4 separate regions of the Mus musculus genome follow, and all the other regions are linked to region 4. The links are chromatin contacts, called in public HiChIP or PLAC-seq and promoter capture Hi-C maps. All regions are on one chromosome and are shown on one strand. The core of a region is the stretch at or near the end of the contact, and the rest is flanking DNA. Distances in the headings are between cores, read along the strand shown. Region 1 holds the start of Nipal4 (NIPA-like domain containing 4). Region 2 overlaps Gm35624 (a long non-coding RNA gene). Region 3 overlaps Adam19 (a disintegrin and metallopeptidase domain 19 (meltrin beta)). Region 4 holds the start of Sox30 (SRY (sex determining region Y)-box 30).

Region 1 (4,345 bases), core at 915-3,414, 190 kb after region 4:
CAATTATTTATGTGTATGGAGTTATCATAGCAAGACCCTCCATTCTGTATGTTTTTTTTTAAGCGATAAAGTGGAAAATAAAAACAAAACAAAACAGCCCATCTGACCCTCCTATGTTCTGCTATGGGAATTGAAGTCCCATAAAGAAAACAGAAGCTGGGACCGAAATCCCAGGAAATGTGTGTGTGCTTTGCTGTGAGACAAGAAGTCATCTACGCGTAATCAGACTGGTTCTGCATAGCTCACTCTTGTTCCACCAGCTCAGGGCATCCTTGCCCATGAGCCTCATCTGGGGAGTTCCCTGAGCCCAGGAAATGCAGGCAGTAATGTCTGTACCCTCACCTTTCCCCTGCTTTCCCCAATCTCACTGCTAGTGGGCGGAGCCAGAGGACTCACCCCAGCCAATCAGTTCCCCTGAGCACATCCATGGAAGTCAAGTTCTCCCAGTACAGTGAAGTTATAACCAGAGAGAGCTGGTGGCCTAGGGAACCCAATTCAGACGGAGTGCACATGGGAAAAATGGATTCCTTGTCTTTTTCTCTAAAATGTTCTAGGACCGGAGATGTCTGCTGCCTTGGGATACGGGGTGAGGCTGGAAAGTCCCGCCTGGTTGCTTAGGAGACTGAGGTTCAGCCAACACCTAAGAGCAGGCTTCAAGCTCTTCGCTGAAGAAGGGCAGAAGTTAGGGACTCAGAGCATCACACAGGCTGTCCTTCCAAGACAGGACGAAAGTAGAGAAAGTTCCAGATGGAACAGAGAACAGCAGCCACATAGGTCCAGGAGTCTGAATCCAGGAGGTGGTTCATATTCCCCACCGTGGTAGCTGCCACAAATGATTAGACCTGCTGCTGCAGCCTCTGTTTCTACATCTCTAGAATGGGCATAGTGAAATTACAACTCTGTGTCCTGGGGACGAATGGAGAATGGGCATAGTGAAATTACAACTCTGTGTCCTGGGGACGAAGGCCATTGTTAGTATACTTTCCTAACACACACGAGGCCCTGGCTGGGTTCAGTTTCCATCACTGCAAAAACGAAAAGAAAAAGAAAAAAGAACACAAATGAAAAGAATAGAAAACAACAACAACAACAACAAAATGTTTTAAAACCTAGGCTGAAGGCTGAGGAGATGGCTCCTTGGGTAAAGTCTCCTGCTCCCAAGTTCTGGCCCTGGAACTTATGTAAAAGCAGCGAACTCACTTCTCCAACTTGTCCTCTCACTTCCATCACCTCAGGATGGCACTTGTGCCTATAAATATATATCATTTATCACACATGAGAGAGAGAGAGAGAGAGAGAGTGTGTAATATGCACATAGACATATGCACACTAGTAATAAGTAAATTTAAAAATAAAATCAAAGCCCAGTGACTTAGGCTCGCATTTCCTGGCTGAGAGGAACGGAGGCAGGAGAATCACACATTTTAAGCTATTCTGGACAATTTAGCAAGTCTTTGTCTAAATACAACAATAACAACAACAAAAAAAGATAAAACAACTGCCTGCATATCATATTAGAGTTTGTTTCTGGGACTAAATGGAATATAGTTCAGGGAAGGACCAAGGTCTACATAGTTAAGGAATATTCCAGAAAATCGAGGGTATTTCCTAAGCACTGTCTGAGGTCCTTTCTCTCCCTTTTCAAAATGTGTTGTGTAATTTTGGACTAGGGAGCCTCTCTGTTCCTCTACTCTCTGGTTTAGATGATGGAAAGATGTCAACAGGTTATCTAGTTAGCCTGCAGCAAGCCAACACTACTCCTGAGTTTTCTATCCCACCCCTTTCACAGGCCACCTGCCCCAGTGCGCTCTGTTTTTCTTCTTTCTGTTGCTTCAGCTCCCGGCAGCTGCCACTGGGGAGGTGACATCTCCGCCAGACCCGGAACTTCAGGACAGTTTGGGAGCCGAGTGGGAATAAGTTGCTAACCTCCCCTGTTCCCAGCTTTGCGGCCCCAGCAGGTGAGGAGGAGATGGCGAGGATGGTGGGGACAAGGTGAGAAGCGCAGCACCCGCCCAAGTCTCCCTCACAGCCGCACGCACCGTTCTCGCAGCTGCCATTGGCGTTGGCGACCCGCAGCTCCATGGGGACCTGGGCTGACAGCGCCCGAGGTCCGCGGTTCCTGGGCAGGTTGCCGTGACTTGTCCCAACGTGGCTCCGGCAGGCACGGCACGGGAAGCCGCCAGGGTCCGAACCCAGGGGTGGGGAGAGTGACGCGCGCCCCGAAGGGGAGGGTCCTCGGGGAGGAGTCACCCTGTGCCTTGGGCAACACCGGGCGATGGGGAATCAACTCTGGGGCAGGGGCTCATGCCCTTCTGGGGTGCGACCGCAGCTGGGTGCCAGCCACCGAGTCATCCGCCCGTGCCAGGGGCAAGAGAGAGGGGGCGGGTTCCCCGGGCCCGCCTTTCCGGGATGCCAGCACCCACATGTAGCAGAGTTGATACACTCCGGATGGCACAGAGGAAGCCACTTTGGGAGATGGAAGTATCAAAGAAAGGTCTGAGAACTTAGTTCCTCCCCTTCTTCTTTTATCCTCCTGGTCTACTCATCACTGCCTTACTTAGAGGTCTGATCTGTGCTGGGCACTGTGGATGACGGGAGCCCTTAAATGTTCAGTGAATATTTGTGTCTCATGAATGGATGATGGCAGGGGACTGGTAGGCTGAATGGAAGAAGGAAATGAAGTGATTGGCAGTCCAAATGAATTCTGTTCTTACATAGTTCTGGGAGAAGCGAACTAAGACCAATCATTTAGAAGCAGATATTTTCCAAAATCACCGTTCATAAATTTTATACATATATAATAAAATTATATAAGCATACCTGTTTATATAATAAGAGTTGTGATTGAATGTTTATGTGCAAAAGTGATGGCATACACACACACACACATATATATGTGTGTGTGTGTGTATGTGTGTGTAGTGATGGACTCTGTATGTGCTAGTATGTGGGATGTATTGGGTATATTAGTTAGCTTCTTTATGGTACTCATTTCATAATATATATATACATATAAAGTCATCACATTGTATACCTTAAATACACGCAGCTTTCTTACACATATTTGTGTGTGCATATGCGTGTGAGTGTGCAAGCCACGGCACTCATGAGAAAGTCAGAGGACAACTCCCTTTCCACCGTGTCCCTAGGGTCTCAACCCAGGTTAGCAGGCTTGTGCTGTTACCCACAGAGCCTTCTCACCAGCCCTGCAATTTTTATTTGTCAAAAAAAAATACCTCAACACGGTTATAACAATAATTGTAGTGATGGTGGTGATAATAACAAAATCAAGAAAGGTATTGACTCTTCGGATGACGGTAAAACTGAGTCAGAAGGACCCTGACTGCCTGAGCCACGGAAATACTGTGAAGTGCTTGCCATTAGCCAGGCAGTGTTCCAAGTCCTGACCAAATCCGGTTTGTTTAACCCCCATGTCTACCATACTGGGTACATACCTTTATTATCACCAGAGAGCACACTAAGCATAGCGAACAGGTAACTTGTCCTGAATCTCAGCTGGGAACGAGAAGAACCCAGATGGAGCCCACAAAGGGTCACAGAGATTGAACCGCCAACCGAGGAGCCTGCACGGGACTGACCTCTGCACATATGTAATGGTTGTACATCTTTGTCTTCATGTGGGACTCCTAACAGCGGGTGCAGAAGCTGTCTCTGATCCTGTTGCCTGCCTTTGGGACCCTTTCTCCTACTGGGCTGCCTCTTCTAGCCTCAATAGGAGAAGCTGCACCTAGTCCTACTGCTACTTGATATGCCAAGGATAGTTGGTATTCATGGAGGCCTCCCTCCCCTTTTCTGAGGAGACGAGGAGGAGGGGTGGATGGGGCAGGGAGGGTGGGAGTGACGGACCGGGAAGAGGAGGAAGGGAAACTGCAGTCAGGATATAAATTAATTAATTAGTTAGTTAATTAAGAGACAGCACCAGGATGAAAGGCATGATGAAAGGTCAGAGCTGAAAGGTCAGCTCTGGCAGCGAGGACATCTTTGGACATGCAATGTCCATGGGTTTTATCTCATCTAGCTTCCTATGAGATAGGCACTCTTTCTAGTCCATGTGAGGAGTGAAATGAGGCCAGAGCCTGCTGGGCTCCCAAGTCTGAGTCCTTAGCGGCACCCTACCCGAGTCCATCTTGCTCGTGGTTTACTGTCTGGTCACAGAACATATGGCCTCCTCTGACATTTTGGGTTAGCCCTTGCTTTCTTTAAAGATCAGTCCCCTTGCTGGTCAGTAACCCAGCTTCTTGTTTGTCCGTTCTCTGAATGTGAACTGTCATGGGACATGGGGCTGGGGTGGACAGGCAGTGGATGGAGGAGAAGGGGCAGTCAC
Region 2 (3,965 bases), core at 309-2,808, 210 kb after region 4:
AGTTATTGTTGTAGAAAGAACATGAAGTTGGGTGGGTAGAGAGGTGTGGGGAAGATCTGGGAGGTGCTGAGGGAGTGGAAAAAATATTATCAAAATATATAAAAATGTTTTCTGATTTAAAACTCTTACTAATTTCTAACAACCTAGATTGTTGCTCTCTATTGCTTGTATTCTTGGCTGAGATGTATCCCCAAGAGAAAGAAATATGAACATCAGTATTGCCCTCACTATGTTCCCCCCATTTATTTATTTACTTGTTTTTTTCTATCTATCTATCTATCTATCTATCTATCTATCTATCTATCTATCTATCTATCTATCTATCCATCTGCCTGCCTATCTATCTATCTATCTATCTATCTATCTATCTATCTATCCATCTGCCTGCCTATCTATCTATCTATCTATCTATCTATCTATCTATCTATCTATCTATCTATCTATCTATCCATCTGCCTGCCTATCCATCTGCCTGCCTATCTATCTATCTATCTATCTATCTATCTATCTATCTATCTATCTATCTTTGAGGCAGGGTGTCACTATGAAGCCTTGGCTGGCTTATAACCAACTATGGACATCACTTGCCTTTGGCCCCCAAGTGCTAGGACTAAAAGGCATGTGATTCCACACCTGAATCTTTTCCTTTCTTGTTTGGTTCTGTCCATCCTTTCTCCATCTTCTTCTCCACAGACTCTGCTTCCTGCATCCCATAGTCTATACCAGCTATCTACCCCTCTCTGCTCTTCTCTTTGATGCCTACTGCTGTTCTAGGTAGGTTCCCTGTTGCTATCAAGTACAAGACAAGCCTTTGATCAGAGGTGAGTAGAAGAGGAACATTTATGCTATGCTACCCAGTGTCCAAGGCCTGGGCATGATGATGGTGCTGAAGACAGAGATAGATGGTGCTTTTGTGAATTGTATTGATTAAATGGTTGAAAGTTCTCGCTGAATAAGACCAAGGACAGAGAGGTTGGAGATACTCCTTCCTTGGACAGCAGAAGAAAGTTATGGAAGGTTAACAGAAGTCCTCAATCTCTCCAGACAAGGAGGGGTGAGGTAACATTTCTGGTAGACTGAGGCAGTTATGAGGGCCCAGGGAGCAAGGAGGAATCCTGGACCCCCCAGAAGAACTGAGAAAAGCCAGTGATGAACCTGCCAGGCTTCTATTGTGTTTTGCATTTGGGTCCTCGAGCATAAAATGGAGTGATGACACTGGCATTTGTAGGGAGGAGAGTCAATGAGAATATTTGGTAGGGGGTAGCTGCACTCCGTCTTACCCAGTCAACCCTACCCTTGTAGTAGCCACCATTGAACCTGCTTCACTTTCTTGAGCTCACCCGAAGTCTTGGCTCCCTACCAGAACGTGTTTTAAGACCTATACAGCTGGCTCTCTTTGATTTCTCCTTTTCCTGCCCTTTGGAAACCCCACAAGGCAGAAACGCCTGGGTTTTATTCAAACTAATGAGGGTGGAGTTCACAGGCAGCCTGGTTTTTGTTCTGATAGCACCAGGCAGCATGTTTTCCCAGGGAAATCTCACCATCTTTCCCCTTGTCTGCAGGAAGCCTGGAGCAGCTAGACAGCAGAGCATCTGGAACCCAGTGGGAATCACACAGGAGGAAGCTTAGGCGGGGAAATCAGAATAAACCAAACCATATGGAAGTGGGGGCTGGCTGTGGGAGTTGGTGACTTGCCTCCTCCACGGATCAAGTGAGTGTCTTCATCTCTTTCCCACCGTAGGCTCTATCCTGTTTAATGTGGCAGTGTCTGGGGGCAAAGGTAGCATATACCATATGTCTCTAAGTAATTAAATGTTCTAAGTAACTAATAAACTTATAAAATATGCTGTCATTGAGACTTGACACTTCATTACATTAAGTAAAGTAGATGTAAAATCAGGATTTCAATATGACAGTATAGGCAAAAATCCAATTTAATTAAACACAATAGTCCTTAGATATTTCTGAGTGGCTGGATTCAAAATATGTACTCTAGATTCTCCTATACACTCCGTGTTTCCTTTCTTTTCTTTTCTTTCCTTTTTTTTGGATTTATTTATTTATTTTTATTTATATGAGTACACTGTCACTGTCTTCAGACACACTGGAAGAGGGGATGAGATCCCATTACAGATGGTTGTGAGCCACCATGTGGTTACTGGGAATTGAACTCAAGACCTCTGGAAGAGCATTCAGTGCTCTTAACTGCTGAGCCATCTCTCCAGCCCTGCGTATTTCCTTTCTTAATGTTAACAACAGTAATGTGTGTGTGTGTGTGTGTGTGTGTGTGTGTGTCTAAGTGTAGGTGTATGTTTGTGCATTTTGTGTATATGGTATTGTGTGTGTGAATGCCTTTTGGAGACCAGAAGCCGGTGTCAGATCCCTTGGAGCTGCAGTTATGGGAGGTTGTCAGTTATTGATATGGGTGCTAGGAACAGAACTTGGGTCTGTTGAAAGAACAAATGCTCTTAACTGCTGTGGAGCCATCTCTCTAGCCCTATAATATTCTCTGTCCGGCTTCTTTTCTTTTCTTTTCTTTTCTTTTCTTTTCTTTTTTTTTTCTTTTTTTCTTTCCTCCTCCTCCTCCTCCTCCTCCTCCTCCTCCTCCTCCTCCTCTTCTTCTTCTTCTTCTTCCTCTCTCTCTCTCTCTCTCTCTCTCTCTTTCTTCTTCTTCTTCTTCTTCTTTTTTTTTTTGACACCAGGTTTCCTGGCTGTCCTGGAACTCACTCTGTAGACCAGGCTGGCCAGGAACTCAGAGATCCACCTGCTTCAGCCTCTGGAGTGCTGTAATTAAAGGTGTGTGCCAGCACTGAATATTATCATAGTTAGGATTTTAAACATAGTCTATGGTTAACCTTGTGTCTTGGTAGCCCTTGGATGTCTTCTAAAAACCTAATTTCAGTGTGAAGAAGCTGCTCTGACATGGGACACTTTCCAGTAAGAGTTTTAAAACAATGCTCAGCGTCACAAGTCAATCATGCACATGACATGTGACGTTTGACTGCAGTGACAAGGTCATATGGGACTATTGCTACAACAGGAACATGTATTTCCCCGACATATGGGACTATTGCTACAACAGGAACATGTATTTCCCCGACACCTTCTTTTAAATGGTTATTTCTGGGATATTATAATGTGTCCTGGGAAGCACAATGGGCTCAACGGGTTTTCTCACCACTTTTAGCCATGCAAGTTTTGGTTTACAATCTGCCAAGGCTAGTCTGAATAGCAGCATGAACCAAAGGGGAATCTTGGTTGTGCAAAACATTTTTTTAAATTTTAATTTTAATTTTTGGTTTTTCGAGACAGGGTTTCTCTGTCTAGCTCTGGCTGTCCTGGAACTCACTTTGTAGACCAGGCTGGTCTCGAACTCAGAAATCCGTCTGCCTCTGCCTCCCGAGTGCTGGGATTAAAGGCGTGCGCCACCACCCCTTGCTGCAAAACATTTTTTTTAATCTCGCTCTCTTAATCTGTTTATTATTTCACTGCAATATGGATTATCCCCACATGTATACCTTTTCTGTAAATTCCACACTTGTTTTCTAAAATGTATATATAAAAAGTGTTTAAATCCCTTCAAAGTAAATTTGATAAATGTAGATGCCCTTGTTTTTTGTAATATCAATAGTAAGAAAATGTGTATGCCAAGTAATCAGTACCCAACATTTGACTTTCTTTTCTATGTAGTTGAGGGTGTTCTGTTGTTTTCCTGAATCCTTCCACTGCACTTCCTAGCTTGTCTAAATTTAATCCCATTGACATTTTGTCAGCAATAGCATTTAGCATCTGAAAGCTGTCGGAAAGCAAACTTTGATGTTTGGTTAAATGTTTAATGTTTGAGTAGATCCACAAAATACTTAGTCTTTTGGCTCTTGTTCCGCCAAATCCAAAAAAGGGATAGAGGCACAATAGTTGACCATGTGTCGTATTAAATTCCAGATGGATGCTGTCTGTGGGCAAAA
Region 3 (3,910 bases), core at 1,046-3,545, 140 kb after region 4:
GTAGCATTGGTCAGGTCCACCAAAGAACCCCTTGATGGTTAGGGTGTTGTTCCCTCTACTTTTTTTTTTAACCTGTTTTCTAAGCCAGATACTCCAGTTTGACCACCAGAATGCATCCCTCTGAAGGTCGTATTTCCCGATTTCTAGAGCCAGAGAGCAATCTCAGCATCTGTGCTCTGAGCTCCTAGGTCGGATGGTGAGAGAAACTGGCCTTTTGGTGTCTTTTCAGTTTTACCGCTCCCTGAACATCCGAATTGCACTTGTCGGCTTGGAGGTGTGGACGCATGGGGATAAGTGTGAAGTTTCAGAGAATCCCTACTCTACCCTCTGGTCCTTTCTTAGTTGGAGGCGCAAGCTGCTTGCTCAGAAGAGCCATGACAATGCTCAGCTAATCACGTAAGCAGCCCTTTTCTGGTCTTGTGGTATCAGCTTTGTCTGCAGAACCCCTGCCTGCCGTAAGGGGTGCGAAATTCACCCTTCCTTTCACAGGGGCCAATGTTGGTTGTGCAAGACCCCACCCTGCTCCCTGGGCCACATAACCAGGCTTTTTCAGACTCAACACATCTTGAAAGAATGTTAAAAAGCCTAAGAATGATAACAGTCCTCTGCAGAGTTCCACGTGAGGCAATTAGCCTCACCCGTAATCAGCTGAGCAGCTGAGGCACTTGGGAGTGAATATTAGGGGAATGAGCAGATGACTCTTGGTCACAGTTGCTAGCCTGAAACAGGCATTCTTGAGCACAGTCAGTTGACCTCCCACTGCAGGATACAGGAAATGGGTCTTCAAGTCCTTCACACCGTTCTCTGGGGTCTCAGGGCTGAAGTCCTGGGAAGGTCAAAATGGTAGACTGTAGGACCTTCGTGCTCAACAAAGGCACAGAGATGATAAACTCCTTTACTTGTTTGTATTTATTTATTTATTTATTTATAACATAGGCGAGTCAGTAATTATTTCATCCTTGATACCTTGATTTACCCTTTCATAATAACTGCGATTTCCAATATTTACCTGTCCCTAAAACCTAGACTCTTAGTGGTCACTTGAGGACAATCCACTCACTGAGAAAGTCTTTGTTTGCTGAAACATTTGGCCTGCACTTTTGGATTGGACACTTTGAATCTGTTTATGGTAGTAAAGCTTCCCAGAGCTAAGTGCAAGTCTCCGAAATGCCAAGCAGGGCTTCATACACTCAGATCGGCATATATTGAATTTATTAAGCAAACATTTATCAAACATCCATTTATTCTCCTCGCCTACTCTGGGTGGATGAGATGGAGAAGGGATAGGTTAAACTGGAAGAAACTGGCTGTTGACAGGTTAGGGCCATCATTTTGGAGCAGAGATGGAAACAGCTTAGCCCTGCACCCAGCTGCAGTTTGTGAGGCTCCCAAAGGGACTCAGCTACTTTCTTGGTCCTTGTGTGATGTGTGGATCACAGCCTCAGCCCCGCAGCTGCATCCAGCATCCTTGCTTTTGCCCCCAAGACACATGCCACTGATGGTAAGACCTGAGCTGCTGGCCACTGGCGGAAATGGACATGATTCACTTGGGCATCACAGCCTGGACCACACCCTTCCCTGTGACCCCTGTGTCTGGCCGTTTTCTATGAATCAGGGATGGGGCACAGCTTTTCAAGCCCTGCCTTTTTCCTTTTGGAGACTTTGGGCACTTTCTGAGGGGGAAAGTGACCTTTTTTTGCTACTATGAGAGGAAGTGAGAGGAGGTGAGAGGTGTGGTATCCTGAAAGAAATCCAGTTGGCTGGGTTAACAGGCTTGTCCTCTTGGGACTAATCTGGGAAGGTCAGGGGATCGGTGCACATCATGGTAGCCATTCACTCCTGCCCCTGGGGAACAGTTCTCTCAGCCCCCACCTGAATTACATGTCTTTTTTCTTCCTGCAGGGGCAGGTCCTTCCAAGGCACCACCATTGGCCTGGCCCCCCTCATGGCCATGTGCTCCGTGTACCAGTCTGGAGGAGTTAGCATGGTGGGTCTCAGACAAGACAATGATGTTGCGCAAGGGGACAATGGCTCCCAAGAGAGGAAGTCAGCTTTGAAAAGCCGATTTGATATTTATAGTCACAGAAGAAAAAAGCATTAAAGAGAGCAAATGTGTCAGATGAAATTCTTAGGTTCAAAGGATAGTAGCCAGGGGTAAAATTTCATTCATCTTTGTGTTCATTTGTAAGCAGTGGTAAAAATGGCCCTCCAGATCGGTTGTGTATTATTCCATAGCGGGCTGGAGGAGGAGGCAGAGCAGGAGCTGAGGGCAGGGGAGTGAACAGAGATAGAAGTGTTTCTCATCTGGGTCTTGAGTCCTTAGGTACCGCATTGTGAAATGAGATCCTGTCTCAAGAGTCAAAGTTAGGAAATTGCCCTCTTTTGAAATTCTGACTTGGCAAGAGTAGGGTTTTTTTTTTTTTTTTTGGCTATGAAGCTGTTGATGGCCTGGAACTCATTGTATAGACCGGGCTAGCCTCCGGCTTGCTATCTAGCTCAAAATGACCTTAGGGTTCTGTTCTTCCTGATTCCATCTCTTGAGTGCTGGGACGACAAGTGTTGGCTAACATACCAAGTTCGATGTGGTGCTGGGATCAAACCCAAGTCTTCACGCATGCTCCTCCAGTACTCTACAGCTACATCCCTAGCCCCTGGATTTTGGCTTGTCTCTTCTAACCTGGACGAGATATAAAGGAAGCCTCGTCTCTCTGCTCATTTGTTATTTTATCCCTCTACCCATCATGTATTTTTATTGACAAGGTAGCATGAACGTTAAACCCCAGATTCTAGAGTCAAATTGGTTTCAAAGAGCAGCCATGCGACTTTGGAGTTAATGTGTGTCTTTAGTTGTAAAGATCATGGCTTATGATCTTAGGGTAAGAGTAAACATTAAGTGAGATAATAAAAGGAATATATATATATATATATATATATATATATATACACATACACTTTTTGTTGTTTTTTGGAGACAGGGTCTCACTACAAAGCACTGACTATCTCAGAACTCACCCATAGACCAGGCTAGCCTTTAACAGAGATCCTCCTATCTCTGCCTCCTGAGAGCTAGTATTAAAGGCATGCACAACCATGCCTGGTATAAACATCCATTTTGCTGCTTTTGTTCTACTGTTTGGTTTTGGGGAATGGGTCTCACTATGTTGCCCAGGGTAGTCTCAAACATCTGGGCTCAAAAGACCCTCCTGCTTCAGCCTCTCAGTTGGCTGGGGCTCTAGGTTTACATCGCTGCACCAGCCCTATTTGTTCTGCTGATGAGGACCACACACTGTACCAGTTTTGTCTGGGGTGGCCCTTTCTGCAGGGGTGCTCTCAGAAAGCAGCCAGTCAAGTGTCTCTGTTGCTCAATTCAAGGTGATGCATCCGAGAGATGCATCCACAGGTCATTCGTGGTCTGCATCTTTTAAGAACACAGGTAGCAGTCTTTTGAGCATTTGCTTTTCAAATGAAGACAAGTGGCTTTAGATTTGTTATAAGCAAGGTATGAAGAGCCAATATGCTCAGCGTTAGGGGAGATCAATGGAGCGCTGTCAGGCTCAGATAAGAAAAAGTCATGCAGGCCAGGTGGTGGTGATGCACGCCTTTAATCCCAGCACTCAGGAGGCAGGGGCAGGTGGATCTCTGAGTTTGAGGTCAGCCTGGTCTACAGAGTGAGTTCCAGGATAGCCAGGGCTACTCAGAAATAAAGCAAAAAAAAAAAAGAGAGAGAGAGAAAGAAAGAAAGAGGAAGGAAAGAAAAGAAAAGGACATGCAAAGCAGAAAGAACCCCCTGACCTTGAATTTGAAATTCTCTGAACAGGACCACTCCGAGAATGCCATTGGTGTAGCCTCCACTGTGGCCCATGAGATTGGCCACAACTTTGGCATGAGCCATGATTCTGCACACTGCTGT
Region 4 (4,187 bases), core at 619-3,118:
TAAAAATATTTATGTCTTCTTAGTGTAACAATTATATTCTGTTCTATTCTTTAAGCTAAGTACTTTTTTTTTTTTTTTTTGAGATGCTAGGGTGTTGAACCTAGCAAGGCTTTTAAAAATCCAGTTTTGTTTAGTATAGTTTGGTCTATTTGAGGCAGAATCTCATATTGTAGCCAAAGTTGGACTTTAACTGACAGATAACTCAGGCTGGCCTCAAACTTATAACAACCCTTTTGCCTGAACCTCCTAAGCACAATCTACAGGTTTAGTTGTCCATCTGTGTTGTGTTCTTCCATGTATAGATGTATGAACTATAGAGCATTAGAAAGAATTCATCTTTAATTGCCTTGGCTATAGTGTTTATCTTCCTCAAGATAGAGCATTAACTTTTAGTAAAGAATTCATCTTTAATTGCCTTGGCTATAGTGTTTATCTTCCTCAAGATAGAGCTGTAACTTTTAGTCAGGATGTCTAGTGATGCAGGAAATGTTGATAATTTCTCATTTACTTGCTAATATTGAATAAAAACTAAACACACTCCTTCTTAAAAGAAGAGGCACACACATGGAAAAAAAACCTTAAAATGAGCCCTTAATATACATAGTATTACTATTTTATTATGCTGTGGCAGTTCTTATTTCTTTATTCAATAAGCATTTATTGCACAATTACTCAACAGTCGGCACTGGGGAGTCAATGATGAGCAAAACAAAAGCAGTTCTTTCCCAAAGGAGGTAACAATCAACTGGAAGAGGCGCAGAATAATCACACAAAGAAAGCACTTCAAAGGACATGATCAGGTGTGAGTGCATAAAAGAGATTCGAACGAATGCTGTCATGGTTTTCTCTGAAATGCCGGTTCAGCTCCAAGTTGAAAAATAAACGGGAGTTACAAGAGACATAAATGCTTGACTTGCTAAAGCGTCCTGTGATGAAAAAGAATAGCATGGGAAGCAATGTGGTGAAAGTGTAAAAAACTCAAACTGTAGGTATAGCCTAAGCTACTAATCAGGTTTATCAGGCTCTGCGGGGTTAAGAATTTCGAACTTTTATCTCATAACCAGTGGGAGCGGCAGAAAGATTTGGGGGAAATGTGACAGTTTGACTTGTATTTTTAGAACAACTGGCAGTCGGGAGGTAGTGGGACATAGGTGAAGAGCAAAACTTCAGGAGAACTGTAACATCCATATGGAATTAGAGAAGGACAATGGAAGCCTAAGCAGGATAATGGTGGGTGGGACCTCAAAAGGTGGATGAATCTGGGTCGCATCTTGGAAGCAGACTGAAAATTCAACTAGTAAAATAGTTATACCTAGTCAAAAACCAGGTCCAGTAAGATCAGTTATAAGTTCCAAGGTGTCCCCATACTTGAGAATGACTAGAAGACCCTATCAGACTCCGGCTTTATGAACACACAAGGCCGAGAGCCCAGCCCGCAAGAAAGGCCCACGCCTTCATCCCTGGAGGTCCTTGGTAAAGGCGTGGAACAGAAGGGTTTCCTGGGCAACGCCATTGTCGCGCTCCAGGAGGGGGCGGGGTAACCAAGGTCAAGGCCTAAAGAGAATCCGGAAGAGAGGGAGAGTGAAGAGGCGTGGAAAATGGGACACAAGGAGCTTCGGCCCGGTCTATGGCGGATGATTCCAGGGTTCTCGCACGCGGCTAGTGTGGAGGGTGGGAGGAGCCGGGGAACGTGCCTGTGATTGGCTGGCGGGAGACACCGGGCCGCTCCTGATTGGGCGAGGCGAGCCCGTCTGTGGAGCGCGTAGGGTTCTGGGTAGCCAAGGCCTTGGAAGGGTCTTAACCGAAAGGGGGAGGGGGAGGCCGCCAACAAACGGCTGAGCTCACAATCCCGGCCGCGGCCCGCCCGCCCCCTCCCCCATGGAGAGAGCCAGGCCGGAGCCACCGCCGCCACCGCCGCCGCCGCCGCGCCAACCGCCGCGGCCCACCCCTCCGCGCCCGTTGCGCCCCGCTCCGCCCGCGCAGCCCGTCGAGGCCGCCACCTTCCGGGCCGCGGCCGCAGAGCGCTCCCAGTCGCCGTCGGCTCAGGCCACGGCCGCCATGGCCGCGGTGGCCTCGTCGTGCGGGGAGGCCGCGGCGGCGGGTGCGCAGGCGGCAGGGACGCGACGCCTGCTGCAAGTGAAGCCGGAACAGGTGCTGCTGCTGCCTCCCGGAGGACCGGGGGTGCCTCCGGCTCCCGACGAGGGCGCAGCCGCCGCCGCCGCTGCCGCTGCCGCCGCCGCCTCGTCCGCGCAGGCGCGCCTGCTGCAGCTGAGGCCGGAGCTGCTGCTGTTGCCTCCGCAGTCCGCGGCCGACGGAGGCCCCTGCAGGCCGGAGCTGCACCCCATGCAGCCCCGGACGCTGCTCGTCAAGGCCGAGAAGCAAGAGCTGGGGGCGGGCTTGGACCTGTCGGTGGGATCTCGGAGGACCACCGAGGCCGGCCCGAGAGCCTCGAGGGCCGCCAAGTTGGATGGCACCGGGAAGGCCCTCGACGGCCGCCGAAGCGATGAGAAGAAAGCCAAGCTGGAGGCAGAGGAGGCTCCGAGGGATGCGCTGAAAGGCGGGGAAGGCAAGAGCCTGCTGGCCATCGGAGAAGGAGTCATCAAGACGGAGGAGCCAGACAGACCCAGGGACGATTGTAGGCTGGGCACGGAGGCCACGTCCAATGGCCTGGTCCACAGCAGCAAGGAGGCCATCCTGGCCCAGCCGCCTAGTGCTTTTGGGCCACACCAGCAAGACCTAAGGTTCCCTTTGACACTCCACACCGTCCCACCTGGAGCCCGTATCCAGTTTCAGGGGCCTCCGCCTTCTGAGTTGATACGGTTGTCCAAAGTCCCCCTGACACCAGTGCCTATTAAAATGCAGTCCTTGCTGGAGCCTTCTGTAAAAATTGAAACCAAAGATGTCCCCCTCACCGTGCTGCCCTCAGATGCAGGTATTAGAAGCCAGGGGAATCTGGCTTTCACAGGTCTGTGTTGCACAGACATATTAGCAGTTCAGGAGCTGAAGCTCGAAAAGTAGAATCCTGGTACGGCCCTTAGCTTGCACAGGGAGTGCTTCTGGTTGATTTGCCCACATACTGGTAAAATACACTTAAGTATTGCCACAGTTTTTATAAACAGTCACTCTTAAGACTTAGTAAACAGATTAAGAGAATAGACTCAACAGAAGGCCTTGTTAGATGATACAGATTCCTCAGTTTATATAAAATAACATCAAATTTTCTATCATAGTAGCTTCTTAGGTTTATGTGTATCAAGAAATAAAATATACCAGTGTTCGAGAAAAATGATAGTTGTTTATATTGACTATAGATGTTAAAAGAGAACAGTAACTTTTCTGAGAGAAAACATACATATAGCATATAGCTAAAGCTTTTAGAAATAATAAAAATAAGCCAAGTGATTTTTAAAAGAAGTGATTATATTTAAGATATATTTTAAAGATATATTTAAAGCATATATCTAAGCATATATATAGATACAGATATATTTAAAAGAAGTCACTACAACCAAATACTACTTTCCAGTATTTTCAAGTATATTTTAAGCAAGTCCTTAGAATTAGTTCACACAGAACTCTGTATCACTGAATGTTTTAGGAAGTCATAATCATTCTTCATGTTTACATGAACTTTTACATTTATTATTATTTTTTAATTTTTAGTCCCGATTCTCCACTTCTGGTTTTTTTTTGGGGGGGGGGGGTTGGTTTTTCGAGACAGGGTTTCTCTTTGTAGCCCTGGCTGTCCTGGAACTCACTTTGTAGACCAGGCTGGCCTCGAACTCAGAAATCCACCTGCCTCTGCCTCCCAAGTGCTGGGATTAAAGGTGTGCGCCACCACGCCCGGCTCACTTCTGTTTTTTAATAACGTAAATACCCCCTTCTATTTACTTTATGTGTTCATGCCTGACATGTTCCCAAGTCCTTCTTGGCACAACCACTTACTATATCTGATTTATATGGCATTGGGAATTGAACTCAGGGCTCAATGCATACTAGGCAAGTATTCTACTAACTGAGCTACATCCTCAGTCAAGATTATTTATTTTAAACATCCTTTGCAAATCAAAAACGTTTTTACATATCGAGGAACCCTAAAAGGAATTAATGTGCCGGGCGTGGTGGCGCACACCTTTAATCCCAGCACTCAGGAGGCAGAGGCAGTTGGATTTCTGAATTTGAGGCCA

Evidence for each region. Promoter capture Hi-C pulls out the DNA fragments that hold promoters and counts their contacts. HiChIP or PLAC-seq counts read pairs in DNA pulled down with a chosen protein or histone mark.
Region 1: a promoter capture Hi-C map of neural stem cells shows a contact between it and region 4. The contact joins the promoter of Nipal4 here to the promoter of Sox30 in region 4. A contact is called at or near these places in 7 of 39 promoter capture datasets (the 3T3-L1 cell line, the C10 cell line, embryonic stem cells and 4 more), 1 of 484 Hi-C or Micro-C datasets (extraembryonic endoderm stem cells), 1 of 115 datasets of contacts at active chromatin or transcription factors (bone marrow-derived macrophages) and 3 of 9 other capture datasets (adipose tissue, embryonic stem cells and liver).
Region 2: a contact with region 4 is called in a promoter capture Hi-C map of the C10 cell line. The contact joins the enhancer-like site here to the promoter of Sox30 in region 4. A contact is called at or near these places in 8 of 39 promoter capture datasets (the 3T3-L1 cell line, the C10 cell line, cranial neural crest and 4 more), 1 of 15 datasets of contacts at CTCF or cohesin (the NIH/3T3 cell line), 2 of 115 datasets of contacts at active chromatin or transcription factors (embryonic stem cells and neural tube) and 2 of 9 other capture datasets (liver and pancreatic islet).
Region 3: a CTCF HiChIP or PLAC-seq map of the NIH/3T3 cell line shows a contact between it and region 4, with 9 read pairs. The contact joins the enhancer-like site here to the promoter of Sox30 in region 4. A contact is called at or near these places in 2 of 39 promoter capture datasets (the C10 cell line and cranial neural crest), 1 of 15 datasets of contacts at CTCF or cohesin (the NIH/3T3 cell line), 9 of 484 Hi-C or Micro-C datasets (the 63-12 cell line, B cells, LSK cells and 6 more), 4 of 115 datasets of contacts at active chromatin or transcription factors (effector CD8 T cells, embryonic stem cells and stem cell-derived neural progenitor cells) and 3 of 9 other capture datasets (adipose tissue, liver and pancreatic islet).

Annotation. Positions count from the first base shown.
Region 1 is chr11:46,164,195-46,168,539 of GRCm38.p6, forward strand. Nipal4 (NIPA-like domain containing 4) reads right to left here and starts at 2,165. Exons shown (of 6, transcript NM_172524.3): 1 at 2,040-2,165. The coding sequence starts at 2,082. Gm35624 (a long non-coding RNA gene) reads left to right here and starts at 1,809. Exons shown (of 7, transcript XR_001780199.2): 1 at 1,809-1,958.
Region 2 is chr11:46,184,048-46,188,012 of GRCm38.p6, forward strand. Gm35624 (a long non-coding RNA gene) reads left to right here. Exons shown (of 7, transcript XR_001780199.2): 5 at 694-774; 6 at 1,563-1,711. Among named protein-coding and RNA genes, the nearest start is that of Mir7239, 16 kb to the left of the region's middle. Within about 2 kb of position 1,559, at least 14 of the 459 cell types and tissues checked have an H3K27ac peak or open chromatin away from gene starts, as enhancers often do.
Region 3 is chr11:46,121,191-46,125,100 of GRCm38.p6, forward strand. Adam19 (a disintegrin and metallopeptidase domain 19 (meltrin beta)) reads left to right here. Exons shown (of 23, transcript NM_009616.4): 9 at 230-396; 10 at 1,903-1,987; 11 at 3,818-3,910. Among named protein-coding and RNA genes, the nearest start is that of Mir8100, 21 kb to the left of the region's middle. Within about 2 kb of position 2,296, at least 26 of the 459 cell types and tissues checked have an H3K27ac peak or open chromatin away from gene starts, as enhancers often do. A contact at or near this core is called in the NIH/3T3 cell line and adipose tissue, where this site is marked.
Region 4 is chr11:45,978,442-45,982,628 of GRCm38.p6, forward strand. It overlaps Sox30 (SRY (sex determining region Y)-box 30), which reads left to right and starts at 1,869. Exons shown (of 5, transcript NM_173384.2): 1 at 1,869-2,932. The coding sequence starts at 1,879.